3 separate regions of the Sus scrofa genome follow, and regions 1 and 3 are each linked to region 2. Evidence: chromatin contacts called from public promoter capture Hi-C data. All regions are on one chromosome and are shown on one strand. Each heading gives the region's core, a stretch centred on a gene start, on an enhancer-like site or on the middle of the called end of the contact. The rest is flanking DNA. Distances are from core to core; before and after follow the strand shown. Region 1 holds the start of COASY (Coenzyme A synthase). Region 2 holds the start of RPL27 (ribosomal protein L27). Region 3 holds the start of RETREG3 (protein FAM134C).

What was found. Promoter capture Hi-C pulls out the DNA fragments that hold promoters and counts their contacts.
Region 1: a contact with region 2 is called in a promoter capture Hi-C map of liver, with 7 times the contacts expected there. The contact joins the promoter of COASY here to the promoter of RPL27 in region 2. A contact is called at or near these places in 3 of 5 promoter capture datasets (fetal liver, fetal skeletal muscle and liver) and 2 of 2 datasets of contacts at active chromatin or transcription factors (alveolar macrophages and skeletal muscle).
Region 3: a contact with region 2 is called in a promoter capture Hi-C map of liver, with 6 times the contacts expected there. The contact joins the promoter of RETREG3 here to the promoter of RPL27 in region 2. A contact is called at or near these places in 2 of 5 promoter capture datasets (fetal liver and liver), 2 of 47 Hi-C or Micro-C datasets (heart right ventricle and liver) and 1 of 2 datasets of contacts at active chromatin or transcription factors (alveolar macrophages).

What each region holds. Positions count from the first base shown.
Region 1 is chr12:20,261,207-20,266,019 of Sscrofa11.1, forward strand. It overlaps COASY (Coenzyme A synthase), which reads right to left and starts at 1,526. Exons shown (of 10, transcript NM_213789.1): 1 at 1,459-1,526; 2 at 343-1,050. The coding sequence starts at 1,039.
Region 2 is chr12:19,892,355-19,897,107 of Sscrofa11.1, forward strand. RPL27 (ribosomal protein L27) reads right to left here and starts at 1,848. Exons shown (of 4, transcript NM_001097479.1): 1 at 1,766-1,848; 2 at 1,057-1,226; 3 at 61-171. The coding sequence starts at 1,846.
Region 3 is chr12:20,218,421-20,222,735 of Sscrofa11.1, forward strand. RETREG3 (protein FAM134C) reads left to right here and starts at 2,573. Exons shown (of 9, transcript XM_003131384.4): 1 at 2,573-2,922. The coding sequence starts at 2,684.

The sequences.
Region 1 (4,813 bases), core at 276-2,775, 370 kb after region 2:
CTGGCGGAGGCTGGCAGCTACAGCTCTCATTAGACCCCCAGCCTGGGAATCTCCATATGCTGCGGGTGCAGCCCTAGAGAAGACAAAAAATTAAAAAAAAATAAAAGTGCAGATTCCTTGGCTCCACATTTGGGGGAATCCTGATTGGTGACTAGACCACACACCTAGAAAGCTGCATTTATTCATTTAAAAAATGTCCTCAGCATGAACTGAGTGCCACGCACGGTTACATGTGCGAAGGGGCAGGAAGTACTGGACCACCCTACTCTTCCTCAGTCTTGGCCTGGGGTTGGGGGTGGGGTGGGGGTAAAACTGCCCTAATCCAGGGTCTCTCTCACTCACTCTTCAACAGGTCTTTGTCTGCCACTCCCACCACAAGCTGCTCCTGGGCTAGGATGCAGGCCACACTGAGCAACACTTTGTGGGCATTGTGTAGGCGGTCAAAGGTGCCACCTACAGCCCCTCGCTGGTGGCCACGCACTGGTTGCTTTGCAGACCTGGCCACGGGGGAGGCCGGCCTGATGGTGGAGGGTAAAGGGACATCTAGGGGCTGCACAGGCAGCATTCCGGGCCCATAATCGGGGTATAGCAGCACCGAAGACAGCTGCGGACAACAGCTGTAACAGCTGGTGGCATAACGCTCTAGCTGTTGCTTGACCGGGTTGTACTGGCTTCCATCCAGGGTCTGGAAGTCAGTCAGCACTACTTCCGGTGGGTGGGCCAGGTTCTGGACCGAGCTAGGCAGGGGAGGGAGAAAGCTCTTGGTTCGGATATTGGTCAGCAAAATTCTGACGTCCAGGTGCCTGTGGAGATCGGCGCCAGCATAGAGGTGCGTGATGAAATCGATAACTTCAAATGTGGCCTGCACGGGGCTAGACTGGGGCTGAGCCGGGCCCCCCAGGTTCATGCCGGGCTGCAGGTGTACATAGAGCGTGTGATTCACAAGCCGGGCCGCCGAGGTCAGGATGGGGGCCAGGCGAGGGACCAGGGAGGCCAGCGGCGTTGTCAGCACCAGGAGGCCCGATCGGAATACAGCCATGATGGCCCGGCCTGTGGACGGTCAAGGAGACAAGGCGAGGGTGACTGAGAGCTATGTGGCTGAGGCCGAAGACAACTGGGGGACCTGGACCTAAGAGGAGGGACGTGGACCTAAGAGAGGGGACTTGGACCAGGGACGGGGTCTCAGGGCGGACTGAGAGAGACCCGGGGGAGGGGACAGGGCCCAGGAAACGGCGCCTCGGGGCTACGCTCTAAATCTCGGTTTATCAACTCAGATGGAGCAGTGAATTCGCAGAATTGAATCGAAAACTTGGGAGGAGTGAAATAGGCAGGAGCTGCTAAGTCATTAGGCTGGGGATTCAGAAATCCTGGGCGCTCTTGATAATCACCAATATCTTCAAGGAATCGGAGGAGGGGACTAGAGGGGGCCGCTGAGGTTCGGGTCGGTCCCCTACTTACTGAGACCTCCGGACTTTGGTTCCGCGTGCACCACCGCGGAGTCTTCCCCCGCCGCGACCCGTTAACACTAGTTCCGGCGCTGCGACTCCGAGCTACGGAACCTGGAAAAGGCCAAAAATCTCAACTTTGGTGAGTCGAGGGATTCTCGCGAGATTTTTCATGGAGCGGGGCGCCTGCCTTTGCAGAGAGGCGGAGCTCGGTAGTTGGGAGGTGGCGTGAGACCACATTTAGAGAATCTGACGTGCCTGGACTAATAGAGCAAGGTCGGCTGGAAAGCCCGTTTCACGGGTGCCCTTCAGACTCTGAGAGAAGAGACTGGCTTTAGCTAGGTCACCCAGGAGACAGCGGCTAAAGTAGAACTAACAACTGGCTTCCCCTCTTAATAAATCGCGGGGACGGCGGTGGAGGTTATAGGGTAGTACTTAAATTAGGGCTTGGTGTCCCCAGCCCAGCGACTGGCGTCCTCCCAGTCTAGGATCCTCATGTGCGAGATCACAGAACCGTCCCCCCCACACACACCCCTGTGCCACCACCCAGTTTCACAGATGGAGAAATTGAGGTCCTGTATGTTCCAGGGATATTTAGGGAGGTGAGGACCGAGGTCATGTGCCGTGGCTCCCGTGCAGTACTCCCCACATCACCCAGAGTTAGTGATACGCCAGTTTTCCAGAGATAATAGCAGGAAAGCTCTGTGTGGGAGCTCAGTAGAGCTGCCAGAAGGTAGACCTTGTGAACAGGAGAAAGGAGAGACTTAGTGGCAAGGGTTTACCTAATGAGCGCTGGAGAGGGTGGAATTGGCAGTCGTCCTCGAGAAGCAAAGCCAAGTTGCCATCTGGGAAATTGCAGTAATGTGCTGTGGTTTATTTTCCCAAACTAAATAAATGCTCACTTTCATACTTAATTTTGTTTTTGTTTTTTGTTTTTTTTTTTTGTATTATTCCTAAAGAGGTCTCCCCAAATGTATATGCCTCTGGCCCCACAGAACCTGGATCTAATCCTAGAGTCAAGGATGGAAGAGTTATAAGGACTTAAGGACTTGAGGCCAAGCTTTTTTTCTTTTTTTTTTTTGCCTTGCCTGTGGCATGTGGAAGTTCCCGGGCCAGGGATCGAAGCCAGGCCACAGCACTGACCCAAGTCACAGCAGTGACAATGCTGGATCCTTAATGTGGTGAGGCACGAGGGAACTCTGAGACCACAATTTTCGCAAAGATATCTTAAGCTGAGTTTTACAGGACCCAATTGAAGACGCAAACTGCACACTTTCAGGAAATTCCCTGAGACATATGGACACACAGTCTCATATGCCTGCAGAGTCACTGTTCGAGGAGGTCATCTGGTGGACATGACCGCCAGTTCAGCCTTGAGCTGGACATGGGCAGCCAGAGGCTACTCACGCCTCCCCTGTCCTTGAAAGGTGGTCTGCCCACCATTCCCACAGTGGGAGCTGTTTCAAGGACACAGCCTTGAGAGGGCAGTGATAAACATGGACAGTATATGTGACTGAACCCAGTTAAGGCCTCTGTAGAAACTTGCAGGTTCTGGTGGGTGGGTGCGGAGATCTATTCCTCTTGCACTGCCCAGAACAAGCCTGAGGTTGCTTCTTAAACCAGCCACCTACCAATCTGGACTGGCTGCCTTTTTTCTTCAGCCTCTTTGCCCTCTGTGTACAGGGCCAGTTTACGAATCAACAGTTGGCAAGCTGGCCAGGAGACCAAAGAAATGGCCTTGGGAAAGAGGCACCTGCATGGGAAACCCTGGGAAATTTGGGCTGGGCTAACGCCCTTGTTTGAGGAACTGCGCAGGGTGCGCCACGGCAAGGGTGAGGGATGAAAGTCAGCTGGCTGCTGCTGTGGGCAGGTCGCTGACCACTGGTGTCCAACTAGAGGCCAAAGCTCAAGTTAGAAAGTTGGGGAGTTCCTGTTAGAAAGTTGGGCTCGGTGGGTTAAGAACCCAACTAGGGGAGTTCTCGTCATAGCACAGCGGAAACAAATCCAATTAGGAACCATGAGGTTGCAGATTCGATCACTGGCCTTGCTCAGTGGGTTAAGGATCCAGCGTTGCCATGAGCTGTGGTATAGGTGGCAGATGGGGCTTGGATCTGGCGTTGCTGTGGCTGTGGCATAGGCAGGCAGCTGTAGCTCCGATTAGACCCCTACCCTGGGAAGCTTCGTATCCTGCGGGTGCAGCCCTAAAAAGCGGAAAAAAAAAAAAAAAAAAAAGAAAAGAAAAAAAAAGAACCCAACTAGGATCCATGAGGATGCAGGTTCAATCCCTGGCCTCACTCATTGGGTTAAGGATCTGGCACTACCATGAGCTGTGGTGTAGGTCGAAGACACGGCTTGGATCCTGCGTTGCTGTGGCTGTAGCATAGGCTGGCAGCTGCAGCTCCGATTCTACCCCTAGCCTGGGAACTTCTATACGCTTCAGGTGCAGCCCTTAAAAAAAAAAAAAAAGCTCCAGTCTGCCCTCCTTCCCTGGTGTGGGACTCTGATATCCATGCTGAGCCCAGTTGTGGAACAAGACATTCATGATGTTGGGCAATCATGGCTGATCTGGAGGAAATTGACAAGTCCCAGGAATGAGCACATACTGGCCTTCAGGAAAGACCCAGGTCAGAGAGGAAGTTGAAAAAGCCCTAAGGCTATCCTGAAAAGCTGTAGTGTTTGGTAAAAGTACCATGGAAGTGAATGTGGTTTGCCCTCATTGCTAGAGGGCTCCTACCTGAAAAGATAAACTGGCAATCCGACGCTGTGTTGGTCGGCCTGTGGAAAGGCTCAAAACGTGAGCAGCAATTCAGAACTACCCCACCCGCCCCTAGCATCCCTGATGCCCTGCCTGCTCCAGCAGAGGCCTCAGGGATACTCCTATTGGAGGGGGGTGCCCCCAGTATCCCAGGTTTAGGACTCAAGCCAAGACTGCCTCTAGATGATGGCAGTTGGAGGCCATCAGAGGCCTCCTGTTGAGCTCACTACTGGGTAACCTTCCAGAAATAAAAGTTGGAAACTCTGATGGATACTGGAGCTAGATGTAATCTAATACATCTGTGAGGGAGAGGATGGGTGGTGAACCCTCAGAAAATTCAAGGCCCATGCACCCCTGTAAAGCTTCTGGGAGTCATTCGGTGGGGTAAGATGCAAATTGTCCCAGAAGCAGTGATTGATAAGGTACAGGCCTCTCCGAGTCCTAAGAATGTGAAAGACGTGCAAGCCTCTGGGGCTTTGGGAGGACTTCTCTTCCCCACCTGGTGCGGTGCCTCTGTCTTTTATACCTCCTGGTAAAGAGAAGGCATGTGTGGGATTGAGGATCAGGGCAGCAAGCTGCCTTTTTTTTTTTTTTTTTTTTTTTTTTTTTTTTT
Region 2 (4,753 bases), core at 598-3,097:
ATTATCTTCACGGAGAACAGTGAAACTATATCCCATCATTCACCACCAAAGCCGACTTACCTCTCCTCGAACTTGACCTTGGCCTCTCGTCGGGCCTTGCGTTTGAGTGCAGGGTCTCTGAAGACATCCTTATTGACAACAGTTTTGTCCAAGGGGATATCCACGGAGTACCTGGGGACAATGGCAGAGGTAGGAGCAGCCCATATGCTGCCAAAGCTCTCACTATCCCCACCATGGGACACTGGTTGACTCCACAGGAACTATTATCAAAAACTGCTGGAGTTCCCATAGTGGCTCGGTGGTTAACAAACCCGACTAGGAACCACGAGGTTGTGGTTCAATCCCTGGCCTCGTTCGGTGGGTTAAAGGTCCAGCATTGTTGTGGCTCTGGCTAGGTCCGCAGCTATAGCTCCGATTAGACCCTTAGCCTGGCAACTTCCACATGCCGTGGGTGTGGCCCTAAAAAGACAAAAAACACCCCACCCCCAACAAGTTTTCTTGTGGCTAAGTGGGTTAAGGATCTAGTGTTGTCACTGCAGCACTTGGGTCATTGCTGTGGTATGGGATTGATCCCTGGCCCAGAACTTAGGCATGCCTCACGTGCGGCCAAAAAGGGAAAAACAAAACAAAACAAAAAACTGCTAAAGTCCTGATGATGTTCTTTGGAAACACCCAATTTTAATAAATTCATTTACATCGAGTCAAGCCACTGAAAAACTTCATTCTTGATTTTTCACAAGTACCTACCCTCTAATAACTACTATCCTTGCGTGGAAGAGGGCAATTCAGATCCTATGTCTGAGTTTACTGTGGCTGGAAAGAAATGGAAGAATCTTTACTCAACACTTAGATCAAGACAGGAAGAGATTTTTCGATCCAGCTTGGCCAAGTCAGGCAAGTCTCTAGACAACTGGAAACCACAGCCAAGGGGACAAATTGAAGATGATGTCTCCTCCCTACACTGGAGTGGCTATAAGGGTGTCTCCTTACTCAGCCGGCCAGAGAAAGGGAAAAGGTAGAAAAAGTCACTTTCATTCCCATTCTTGAAATGCTCACCTTGTGGGCATGAGGTGATTATAATTATAAACTTTCACAAAAGACTTAATCTTTGATCTCTTGGCAATTTTCTTCTTGCCCATGGCAGCTGTCACTTTGCGGGGATAGCGATCAATTCCAGCCACCAGAGCATGGCTGTAGGGTCGGTCTGAGGTGCCATCATCAATGTTCTGATTGAGCAAGGAGTACATTTGTTATTTATAATTACTTAAAAAAAAAAAAAAAAAAGAATTACTTCGTCATTGCTATTTACACCCTGAGCTAGATGTAGGGCGTGGATAAAGAATAACCCCACCCCATAAGTCTCTAAGACCCACTATTATAAAAACCATACAAAGCTAACATTTAAGTGCTATAGTAGTATATACCCAAAGAGTAATAGCAATAAGGGTGGTATCAATCATTCCTACCAGGAAGATGCTAAGTGACTATTTTGACTATGAAACAATTCCTTGCCAGCTGCAGCACCTAACACGCTGGCCATTATTGCTACTTAAAACCTTTGGATACAAGATGCGTTGCTGCCCCATTCAACTCCTACTTTTTACTTTGCAACTTTCTCTCTCAAAAGCTCCCATGTATTCACCTCCATCCCTTAACTCGCAATGCTCAGTGGGTAAGGCTCCAAACTAAGCCTCAAATTCCAAGCTGCAGCCCCTCTACCCTCCCCTCACCGATCCCCGGGATAAGAGGGCGCACAGGCTAGTACCTTTACGATGACCGCTTTGCGTCCGGAGTAGCGACCAGCCAGGACCAGCACCACCTTCCCGGGTTTCATGAACTTGCCCATTTCTGCAGAGGAAGGAGAAGGAGTCGCTCAGGAATCCGCAAGTTCAAGCGGTGGGCCCGAACTTCAGGCTGCGCTCACTGTCGCCTCAGCTCAGGCCGCTTGCGGGTCGTGCTCGCAGGACAGGATCCGGAACGAAGCCGCCAGACCCCAAGGGACAGAAAGTGTCGACACCAACCCCCAAGTCGACCCCCAGGCCGCGGATGGCGGCGGATTGGGAAACCCTACCCAAACCTCTACTCACCAGCAGCGACCACTCGGGGATACAGCGGAAAGGAAGAAAGAGTACTTCCGCTAACCTTTCACCCCGCGGAGGGTGATCTCACTTCCTGTCCCGCCCCTCAGGCTTCGCTCCCGCCCCATGCGTAGCGCTCCGAATCCGTGTTGAGGGCGGAAGAAGCTCTTAAGGGAATAGGAAGGCTTGGCAGCCTATTTATTCAAAACAAACTTTATTAGCAGCTGCAGCAGTAGACAGGGCAAAGGAGCTGTGCCTCCCTCGGAAGGCTTTTACCGAAAGGCAGCTGTCCACCGTCCCCCTGCCAGTAGTTCCTTTGTGTGGCGCTAGGAGGTGGGGGAGGCGCAGTTTGAAATTTACCTTTTTGCCTTGGAAGAGTCGGGAACGAAATGGGACATTCATAGTGCCAACTGTGTGCCCTGTCAGGCTAAGGAGGGAGAGACGAAAATCAATCGAATCAGAGTACTTGCCTTCAACATTTAAAGTCTACTGATGTCAGAGACATAACGGACTAGAATAGGAGAGAGAGATGAAGGACTTTACGGTGATGCCAGCAGCTGTATACCTTGTGTCAGACCCAGCTTATTTACATATGTTATCTCTTTTGATCCTCATAACAACACTAGGAGATGAAGCACTGTTATCTCCATTCTCCTGTTGAAGATCCTTTGGCTTAGAGAGGTTAAGTAACTTGCCCCAAATGCACAGTTAGTAAGTGATCAAGCTGGGGACGCAGACTCAAGCAGTCTTCCCGAGCCCATGCTGTTTACCCCGTCCCCAAACTGAGCACCTACTCTGTGTCAAGCAAGATGCTAGGCACTTTAGGTAGGTCAACTGCCTTTTTAATTCTCACAACTCTGCATCTTAGGTATTCCCATCACTCATTGGAAGTGTTTATTTTTTAAAAACCTAATTTTATTTATTTTTTGGCCGCACCTGCTGGCATGTGAAAGTTCCCCGACCAGGGACTGAACCCACACCGCAGCAGGGACCCAAGCTGCTGCAGTGAGGACATAGGATCTTTTAACCAATTGCACCACAAGGGAACTCCTGGAAGAGTGTTCTTAGATGGTTCTTTTTTTTTTAATTAAAGTGTGGTTGATTTACAATGTTGTGCCAATTTCTGCTGTACAGCAAATTATATGTACATATACACATTCCTTTTTTTTTTTTTTGGCCATACCTGAGGCATGCATATGTTCCTAGGCCAGGGATCAAAACTGTATACATTTCTCTTATTTTTGCTTTTTAGGGGCCAAACCTATGGCACATAGAAGTTCCCAGACTAGAGGTTGAATCAGAGATGCAGCTGCTGGCCTGTGCCATAGCCATGCCAGATGTGAGCCATGTCTGAGACCTATACTGCAACTCTCAGCAACACGGGATCCTTAACCCACTGATCGAGGTCAGGGATCAAACCCACATCATCATGGATATTAGTAGGGTTCATTACCACTGAGCCACAGTGGAACTCCCTACATTCTTTTATATTCTTTTCCATTATGGTCTATCCCAGATTGGATGTAGTTCCCTGTTCTATACAGTAAGACTTTGCTGTTTATCAATTCTAAATGTAATGGTTTGCATCTACTAACTCCAAACTCCCAATCTATCCCACTCCCTCCCTCCTCCCACTTGGCAGCCATGGTCTGTGCTCTATTAGATGTTTTTTTTTTTTTTTTCAGATGTTATTATGAACTTTTTTTTTTTTGTCTTTTTGCCATTTCTTGGGCCGCTCCCACAGCATATGGAGGTTCCCAGGCTAGGGGTCTAATCGGAGCTGTAGCCACCAGCCTACGCCAGAGCCACAGCAACTCGGAATCCGAGCCGCGTCTGCAACCTACACCACAGCTCATGGCAACGCCGGATCCTTAACCCACCGAGCAAGGGCAGGGACCGAACCCGCAACCTCATGGTTCCTAGTCGATTCGTTAACCACTGCGCCACAACGGGAACTCCCTGAACTTATTTTCTTTAATGATTTCTATTTTTTTCCATTATAGCTGGTTTACTAGATGGTTTTTTAGGTGTCTTCCGAGTTAAAAAGAAAGAGAAACCATCTTACAGTTTATGCTCATCTGAACACTGACAAATCTATAGGATTGGTCTTGGGCAAGTTGTGGGAACAATCAAGGTTTCATCATTTCTCTTCTTGAGGCTCTCCAGGGACCAGTTACCCCTGCAGCTCTCAGGACCTTGTTTCAATGGTTTATCACCCTAACTATGTACTTAGAGTCCTATAGTCAGTGAAAATGGTTTCTGCTTTCATTTGGAAGATATTTCAGAGTTGGAAAGGACCTCAGAGATCAGCTTCTCTGTCCTCTCAAAGATGAGAGGACAGTTCTAGAGCAGCAAAGTCAGAGTTGGTGGCGCAGAGCAGGGTCCCCCCATTCCCAAGCTGGTGCTTTTCCCACCCCGCCACACGACCCTGGCCTCTTCCACCTCCATTGTCTTCTCTCAGCCTCCTGATCTGCTTCTGCCTCTTTTGGTTTCTCTCTTGGAAAATAGAAACCAAACCCTGAAATCTTATTGTCTTGAACTCTTCTCTCATACTAAAACTCTTCAAATCAAGCCAGCAACTAAATCCTATGAATTTTTTTTGGCTTTGCCCGCAGTGAACTGCCACAGCAGAGACAACACTGGAGCCTTAACCTGCTGAGACACTGGGGAAATCC
Region 3 (4,315 bases), core at 1,323-3,822, 330 kb after region 2:
GGTGCTGCTGAGATGCCACCAGTCCCGTTGTGCCACAGTGGGAACTCCCTTTTTATTTGCATTGAAAAGGGAATATTCCACTGTGGTTATGAGCAGGCCCTCTCTATCCGGATTGCCTGGGTTCCTATGTGAGCTTTAGACCTAGTTAGCCGAGTGACTCTGGACAGGTTACTTGATCTCTATATACCTCGGTTTTCTCATCTGTCTAATGAAGGTATTTACACAGGTCCACAGTACCTTACCTACAATTCTTTGGGTCAGTTACGTTTCTTTTCTTTTTTTTTTTTTTTTTTGTCTTTTTGCTATTTCTTTGGGCTGCTCCCGCGGCATATGGAGGTTCCCAGGCTAGCGGTCTAATCGGAGCTGTAGCCACCGGCCTACGCCAGAGCCACAGCAACGCAGGATCCGAGCCGTGTCTGCAACCTACACCACAGCTCACGGCAACGCCGGATCGTTAACCCACTGAGCAAGGGCAGGGATCGAACCCGCAACCTCATGGTTCCTAGTCGGATTTGTTAACCACTGCGCCACGACGGGAAGTCCAGTTACGTTTCTGAATTCAGATATTTCAGGCTCAAGGAAGGCCATATGATGTGAATAACATATGCTAAGAAAAACGCCAGTGGGGGTCTGAAGGGGTGCCAATCAGATACATTAATATTTCTGCAATGACAGGTGTGAGTAATGATAACAAGTTGGACAGAAACTATAAATTAGCCTGCTTCCATGGAGATCTGGTTTTGCTGCTAAATGAATAGTTAGCTGGTTTCAGAGTTTTCTGAATTCTGGAAAACCAGAGACTGTGGACCCATAGTACCTGCCCATAGGGTTGTTGGGAGGTTTAAATAAGTTACTAAAGGTAAAAGCATTTAGTATGGCCTGGCCCACAGCACTTGCTAATGCAGTCTCTTTTTTTTTTTTTTTTTTTTTTTTTTTTTTTTTTTTTTTTTTTTTTGTTGTTGTTGTTGTTGTTACTATTTCTTGGGCCGCTCCTGCGGCATATGGAGGTTCCAGGCTAGGGGTCGAATCGGAGCTGTAGCCACCGGCCTACGCCAGAGCCACAGCAACGCGGGATCCGAGCCGCGTCTGCACCTACACCACAGCTCACGGCAACGCCGGATCGTTAACCACCGAGCAAGGGCAGGATCGAACCGCAACCTCATGGTTCCTAGTCGGATTCGTTAACCACTGCGCCACGACGGGAACTCCTTTTTTTTTTTTTTTTTTTTTTTTTTTTGTCTTTTTGTCTTTTTTTTTTTTGTTGTTGTTGTTGTTACTATTTCTTGGGCAGTCTCTTAATATTACATAGATGGCTTAGAAAAAAGAATTTTTCTTAGCTCATGTCTCTCTCTTTCTACACTCTTACATCCTCCATCTGGCTTCATCTCTCTCTAGGAAATCATAAAAATGGGGTTCTTCTGCCAGGGAGTAACAGCAAATGACCTGGGAGAATCCGCTGGCCCAGTTGTTGCCAGCTCCTCCTCCATGCTCCGACAGGTAGATGTTCTCTGGGTTGTAGAGCTTGGCATAGGGGGAATTGAGGATGGAGTGGATCACCCGCGGCTCCAGGTCCAGCAGCACCGCCCTGGGGATGTAGTGCTCATCATCCGCCTGTCAAGGGGAGTCCAGGAGGGGGCACAGTCAGCTCGGCCCGCCCAGTCTTCCAGTCCTCCCAACTCTGGCTCCTGCTCGCCCTCCCTCCTCAAGCCAGCCGCCCTGGCCACTCTGTTCAACGGGTTTCCTAGTACCAAGCCACTGCCCTTCCCTTCGGGCCCCCTGGGCCACTGCCAGCCCTGGTCAAGTTGCTGGGGGCACCTGGTAGAAGAAGACGTCCTTGCGGTCAGTGCCCTCGGTGGCGAACTCCTCCACGATGCCCTCGGGGCTGATGCCATGCTCGGCGCACAGTTGTTTCCAGAACTCGAACCCAACTGGGGGTGGGGGCATAGGCAGGCGGGGGAGAAAGAGGATATCTGGTTCTGGGCAGGTTCCAACGAGAAGCTGGGGGCCTGAGCGCCTGGGACCAGGGATAGGAGGTCAATCCTCGGGGGTATCCCGTGTCAGAGGACAGGGCTATATGTCAGGGACCCCGCAGGGGAGGGCCTTTCGGGGTTGGGCAACTGGGCACTGGGTCAGGCATGTCCCGCCTTCGGAGAACTACGATTCTGGGAAGGGCAGATGGAGTCCAGGATCTCAGAGCGAGATACCATAGAGAATAAAAAACCTGGCTAGTGGAAGGACCGGAAGTTCGCTCACTCTGATTGCCGCACTGGCCCAACTGTAGGGTGATGATCTCCCTCGGCATCGCTCCTCAGGCGCGGGCCTTGCAGCAGCTCCCGCCAGCAAAGCCGCCACTCGCTAGCCCGCTAGCAGCACGACGCAGGCGCCAAAACAACCTGCTCCGCCCACGAACTCTCTCGGTTCCAATGAGAAGTGAGTTCTGGTGATGGCACTTCCTTATTCATTCGGCCTCAGTCTTGCAGATTGCGCGTGCGCGGCTCCGGATTGGTGCACTCGGGACGTACTTTGACGCAGTTTGCTTCCCACTGGGTGGACGCGAGCTAGAGCCTAGGCGCAGGCGCAGTGTTGAGGGAAGCGGCCTCCCCAGCCGAATCGCGCACCTGCGCAGTCGGCGTTATTGTGACTGTCGGGCCGTGGCCCCGGATGTTGTGGCTGCCGGGGGGAGATGGCGGAGGCAGAGGGGGTAGTTGTGGCCCCAGGCCCTGCTTCGGGGCAGAGTTCCAGAGGCCGCCGCACTATGTCGGGCTCCTGCGAGCGGGACCAGCAGGTTGAGGCGGCGCAGCGGGCCCTGGTGGAGGTGCTGGGGCCTTACGAGCCTCTGCTGAACCGGGTGCAGGCAGCCCTGGTGTGGGAGCGGCCAGCCAGGAGCGCCCTGTGGTGCCTGGGGCTGAACGCGGCTTTCTGGTGAGAGAACTGGATCCTCGGAAACCCTTCGAGGCGCGAAATCATCAGGTTTCTCTAGGGCTTTATCTCTCACCTCTCCTGTTTCTTCGCTGCACTGACTCCTTCCTGTACCTGCCTGATTTCTGCCTCAACTCCTTCCACTCCGTCCCGCGTGCGGCTTTGGCACCGCAGTTCTCCCCAGAGCCTTCCAGTGACCAGGAGCTTCTAGTAACCTCTTGAGCCGCTCGCAGTGAGTGAGGGCGCCTCGTTTTAGCCAGGGGAAAACTGTGTTCCTTTAAGGCCATCATTTCTCTTCTCTTGTTTGCTCAAAGGTGCTTTGAAGATTGTCTCCAGAGATTTTAGTAGTTATTATTTGGATAGATGTGTGAGGCGTGAGATCTTCAGCGTGAGATCTTCAGAAGGTATGCATAGGTGTGATGCGAAAACAAGTTTGAGCAATCTGAATTAGCATGTTAGACACCCTTTCTCTCACTCGGGGAAGTTTGTGAAGCCTGAGCGTCAGTAAGAGCCTCCATAGCTGCAACGTGAGAGAGAATTATGAGCCTTTAAAGAACAGTTATAGAAATAATGATTGTGAGATTTCACTCATTTCAAAGCCACTTATGATGGCCACTCCTCCCTGTTCCGAGGAATTAGAGAGGCATCCTTAGCCACAGTATATAGGCAGGGAAATTGAGGGTGTCTAAGAGTGTATGTGAGTTTTCCTGAGCTGGAAAAGTGGGGATGTAAATATGCTTTAAGAATCTGTATGTGTCATGCTCAGTGAAAATGGAACTGCTGCTTCTCTGAATTGTCATCACCTAAAATGGACTTTGATCTTCATAGGGTCTGCCAAGCATATTTTGGATTTATCCATAACTAGGGAAGTATTATTGATCAAATTCCAAGGAAACTGCAGTGGAGGGGGGCTTCTACAGCTGAATGAAATAGAGCTGTTCTGGATGAGCGTGAAACAGTAAAGTGTGTATTTCCAAATTCTTTTTTGTTTTTGCTAAAAGTAGCTTTCCTCTTGAAATTCTTGGTTTTAAAACCAAAACATTTATTATCCTTTGTCTGAAAGATTCACAGTAGGCTGGAGGAAAGCAAATAGTCCCAAGTTCATTGACAGCAAGACGCAGTATTGAGCTATTACATTAAACTCACAGTTTGAAGGGGTCTGAGGTTAAAGGTGTCACAGCAGTCTCTGGCATTAGTTGCTTCTAGAGTCTTGCTCAAACTTGATGAACTCTTCCTACAGCATTCAGTTATTTTTGGTAACGCTTCTTTCTTGATCTTCAGGTACCTACTCCTGAACCCCGTCACTATAGCACCTCATTCTAGAGCATCTTTCAAAATGACCTTTTCTTCTCATCTCCCTATCCCAACCGCTAACCTCAGACCATATAGTGAAAAC